Regions from separate parts of the Bombyx mori genome. Here region 1 is linked to region 2. A link is a contact called in public Hi-C data. All regions are on one chromosome and are shown on one strand. Each heading gives the region's core, a stretch centred on a gene start, on an enhancer-like site or on the middle of the called end of the contact. The rest is flanking DNA. Distances are from core to core; before and after follow the strand shown.

Region 1 (2,700 bases), core at 35-2,534, 40 kb after region 2:
TCAGAACAAGACATCTAAAAGTTATATGCAAGGCACAATCTGAGGACCTCAAGTACAAAAACATCAAACCGGAAATTACTTGATGTGGTAAATACTCAATAAACCGGCATTGAGATTATTAAAGCCTAGGGAGTGTCAAATACTTCAACAATAAACTCAGGAATAAAGTCAGCAAAACATAGTTAAAATAACTTTATTGTTCATTGATAAATTAAACACTCACTTCCATACTATTGACAGATCTTTATTTTTTAATTGAAATTATGTATTTAAATGTTTATTCAGTATTTCTTATTAAAATTTTGGTAAATGGAAACTCTGCTAGTAGTATCATGATTTATAGCTATGAAACTTTTTATGAAAGGGATCATAACAATATAGAATATTAATAGGGATCTTTATATGCATGCATAAAAAATAGAACGCTTCTTACCTGAGGAATGTTCATCTAAGGGCTCATACAAATCTTGCTCTTCCAATTCCTTTTTCAAACTGCTCCAAAATACTGGCAAGGTCCAACTGTTAAAAAAAGCCTTAGTGGGAGAGATTTATCTGTACAGTCTCAATACAGTATTTGTTAAATTTTAATTGGACATTAATATATCTAACTGTGGGTTATCATACTCACGTGAAAGTTAAGGCTGACAATGGATTTGCTGAAGCTCTGGGGTGAGCAGGGCGATTTTTTCTTTTGAAGGACTCCATGTTGTTCCTGTTAGGTTTTTAGAAATTTTCAAATCATATATTCTAACACATTCTTTATTATCATTCGGGTACATTTTTTTCTGTTTGACTTTATTTTAATTTCGTTTCTTTTTTTTTTAAGTGAGTAAAATATATTTAAAGGGAACACGTTGGAATATTTGATACCTTAGAATTCGATGTGAGCAGTTTGACCACCGGTGTTTTATTTGCCTCCTATTTAATAAACTGCGACATGACCCTTTCGTAACACAATATTTTTTAAATATTTACTTTAAAAGCATACAAAAACTACCCACTTTGTCACTTTGATTTCAGAAATCCCAAAAAAATTTGACGGGACACGAATCAGAATATACTGCAATTCCAAAAATAGTTAATATGATTAAAAAATCAAAGTAAATTCTAGTTTTGTTTGAGATATAACTAAGTTAACTAGATTATTTTACAAATTTCAGTAAAAATCAAATTTCAATTTTAATCACGAACAACTGCACTGCATTTGTACGTTCACAGACTAATTTTGATTTTTAAATTGTTGAAATCATGTTGAAACTTTTAACATTTTGACAGTGACGTACGGAATACGTCAAGTAGCGTTTTTGTGGATAAAGGGTATTGGTATTGGTATTACCATCATAGACCTATTTCACACTTCGGTGATTACCATAGTATTACCTATCTTGTGGTCTCTACATACTACATAGTAGGCATTCTAATAAAGATTTTTTAATAGTTTGGGGGTAATGATTTAATATTGTTTTTTAAAATCAAGTTTAAGCTTATATATAGTAGTGACTTATTTAGTGTATTAATGCTTATTTACATTTTCACAGATACTAAAATCTGCGAAAATGCACATGTGTTGGAAAATGAAATGAAATTGCTTGAAGTTGTGTCTCGGGCTTTTCCATAGAGTTTCCTGAGCATTCCCACTATTTTTCTGTAAGCCTACTTCAATTCTTTAAAAGAAATCTATTCTTATTTATTTTCTTTTTATTTATTTTTTGGAAAAAGTTGCGGAAGTTTTGAGGATGGGTCAATTAATAGTTTTGACGAGCTTTTTCGAATTTCCAATTTGCCACCTCCCATTTTTGTCACTGTAGTGTAAATGAAAAAATTTTGCTACGCTTATTCTACCTCAAGGTGATGTAGATGTCTTTCAGCGAAAACCCAAATTACATCGTAAGTTGCTATGTCATATAAAATTTAACAAAAAATGCAAGAAGCCGAATGCTATTCTAAAACAAGATTAAGCGCAAAAAAAATTAATAAGTGTAATAATGCACATAGACTTATTTATTATCATAGATTAAACATTAATACAATCAATTATACATGATTAATGAGAAAAGTGAGACTTAAAAGAATATATAAGACAAACATGAATAAGGTCATTGCCTAAAAAGTTCTATTTTGACAATTTTTGACACGTATTACATTCATGTAGGTACATCACATCTTAATCAAAATTAAATCTGGCGAAAAATGTAGCTGCTACATTACAGGGATTCGAATATTCTTTAATCTACTACCTAATTTTCAACGAAAAAATGCAGTCGATTTATTATCTACAAGTCTGACATAAGGTTATCCCAATTAAGGATGCAACATCGCTCATAATAACATCGATGTTAGGATACCGATGTTTTTAAAATTGAAACATCGATAAGAAAAATATCGATCTTTATGAACGATATATCGTTGTTTTTTTTCAATGTTTTTAGCACCATTTACAAATTACTTAACTTTTTTTCAAATTCACACCAGAGGTTTTTTAAACAAACTCAGTGTAATACGAAAAATCCAAGTACTTGCATATTTGTAATCTACTCCAATATCAATACTCAAATCTTTGGATTTGAGAGGAAGGTAAAAGTTAAAATTTACAGATCCGTGTAATCAACTTTAATACTATAAAGTTTTTTAGGCAGTTAAACGATAAGAAACAATTATGATAAATATAATAAAACATAAAATAACATGCATTTATTAAAT
Region 2 (2,700 bases), core at 97-2,596:
AAGCGATTTGCGTGAAAAACGAAAATTTCAAAATTTTGAGTTAGAATAGTGTTCATTGGAGGCATCGAACTGTTTCATTATTCAAATCGAAACACGTTGTTTGGTGACAGAAATAGGGAGGTGACCCGAGCATGTGAAATGTATTTCCTGACTAAAAAAAAACCATATATGTCAGTCAGAAGAAGAAGACATGGGTGGAGTGTGTGAATGACGATATGAGAGAGAGAGGAGTGAGTGTTGAGATGACGGCTGATAGAAGAGAATGGAAGAGAAAAATTAGCTGTGCCGACCCCACCTAGTGGGATAAGGTGGAGAAAAAGAAGATATAGGTCACTCACCTTGCGGAAAGAACACGGTCATGGACTGCCTCAATATACTGTAGAAGCTCGTTATAACGAACACTTGTTTGGCGGTGATCACATTGTTCACCAGCACGTACGCCAGTATCGAACAGAATAAGCAACTGCGCGTCGTGAACATTATGAACGAAGTGAGCACTCCTCGGATATAAGACGTCGCTCGGATTTGTTTTATTTCGTGTCTGAAATCAAAATAAGACTATTAACAGATTACGTATTAACTGTAACTTATATATATAGGTGACCTTTTCCCCTCTACCGTATTGTTAGTAGCTAAAGGGACAATGCGAACTGACTTTTTATTGCTTAGGTGAACGGACGAGTTCACGGCCCACCTGGTGTCAAGTAGTTACCGAAGCCCATAGACATCTACAACGTAAATGCGCCACCCACCTCGAGATATAAATTCTAAGGTCTCAGTATAGTTACAACGGCTGCCGCACTCTTCAAACCGAAACGCATTACTGTTTCACGGCAGAAATAGGCAGGGCGGTGATATCTGCGGACTCACAAGAGGTCCTTCCACCAGTAATAAGTAACCACCAGTAAGGCCTCGGACGAAATGGGTGACAGTGAATTAAAAGAATAAAAATTGAGCTATGCAGACATAAACATATAACATAAAAAAATTATGACGAAAAAATATCATCTATTATATTATTATTATTATACATAAGATAAACCAAAAAAAAACTAACATATATAGATACATACACAACACTTGGTACTGAACGGTATTTAATGTGGTGTTTGATTTTAAGATACCTACTCATAGTGGTAAATTTAAAAATAAATAAAAATAAAATACATCAGGATAGGTCGTGCGTACAAAATTTTCTTTGGGTAATTAGTAGTTACAGGGCGTCTTTCTGTTTGAATGAATGGTAGGAATGCATTACAATAAAATTGAGACTTCGACCTCATGACTCACGAGTGGGCGGCCGTATACACGTTGGAATGTCTATTGCCTGTAGTAACCTGACACCGCTTGGGCTGTGAGCTCGCCTGTCCATTTAGATAAATGATAATATTTAACTGTTGTGCTAAATACAAACTCCAGTTATTTCCCTTCACTTTCCCCATGCTTCCCCTTCACTTTTCTTTTATGTTTTAGTATCTTTAGTTTTAGTCTCATGATTTAAAAAAAAAAATATTTGCATAATTTTGCTAATAAATCATAAGGGAAAATCTATAAAACAAAATTGTTGAAAACCTTACGATCATTGGTCGAACGCTAGTTTAAGCATTACAATCAACGGTTACCGCGTGCAGTGTGGTTATCTCGGAAATACACGCGTGTGTAATATTAAATACTCTGTAAACATAACGGATCGCCAGTGACGTCATCTTCTGTCGGAGGCGTTTTTACATTAAATAACGTGGGTACGGTATTAGTCGCCGATTAGTTGACGGTGGCATCGCATGTATTATGAATAATGTAATATAGCAGGAAGTATAGTCTGCGGTTCATCTGGTGTTAAGTGGTTACTGGAGCCAATAAACATCAAAAACGCGAATACTGTCACCTACCATGAGAAATGTCTTTTAAGACTCAGTTTTGTAGTACGACGGCTGCTCCATCCTTTTTTCTCTACCTTTTTTTTTATGGCTTAGATGGATGGACGACCTCACAGCCCACCTGGTGTTCAGTGGTTACTGGAGCCCATATGCATCTACGACGTAAATGCGCCACCCACTTTGAGATATCAGTTCTAGGATCTCAGTATAGTTACAACGGCTGCCCCGCCCTTCAAACCGAAACGCATTACTGCTTCACGGCAGAAATAGGCAGGGTGGTGGTACCTACCCGCGCGGACTCACAAGAGGTCCTACCACCTCTTGTGTTCCCGGTTTACCTTACCTGCGTAACGTTACCGGCGTACCTTAGGTAGGCGCGGACGGGTAGGTGAGCTCACGGGCTCAACTTGAGAGAGTTTACTAACACTAGCCCTAACAAGAGCAGTGCTTCGCAGAATCTACCACCGGATCGGAATCGCGACCCACTGAGAAGATCCGGCGAGAAACTCAGCGGGCTGTCTCTATGGGTTAGTTCGGACGGTGACCTTCACACTTAACGCATCACTGCTTCACGCCACAAATAGGCAGGGCCGTGATACTTATCTATGCGCACACAGACGCCCTACCAGCAACAAACTTTAGAAGCAGGCCTGCTCGATCCAGGCTTTGGATCTTCAAAAATCATACTACATTTTCTAAACTAAACAATCATAACTACATGCATTACACAACTATATAAGTGACCATAGTTATCTTATTGATTTGTTTATATATGATGATAGCGCGCTGTCCGTGATCGCAGACAGTTACAACTTTAATTAAG

The links. A called contact is a pair of places that touch in the nucleus more often than the background predicts.
Region 1: a contact with region 2 is called in a Hi-C map of whole pupa, with 2.2 times the contacts expected there. The contact joins the promoter of LOC101736234 here to the enhancer-like site in region 2. A contact is called at or near these places in 3 of 7 Hi-C or Micro-C datasets (midgut and whole pupa).

Annotation. Positions count from the first base shown.
Region 1 is chr15:9,967,389-9,970,088 of ASM3026992v2, forward strand. LOC101736234 (ATP-binding cassette sub-family C member 4) reads right to left here and starts at 1,285. Exons shown (of 25, transcript XM_062672593.1): 1 at 871-1,285; 2 at 629-712; 3 at 434-519. The coding sequence starts at 705.
Region 2 is chr15:9,926,910-9,929,609 of ASM3026992v2, forward strand. It overlaps LOC101736234 (ATP-binding cassette sub-family C member 4), which reads right to left. Exons shown (of 25, transcript XM_062672593.1): 8 at 339-541. Among protein-coding and RNA genes, the nearest start is that of LOC101736234, 40 kb to the right of the region's middle. Within about 2 kb of position 1,347, at least 6 of the 8 cell types and tissues checked have open chromatin away from gene starts, as enhancers often do.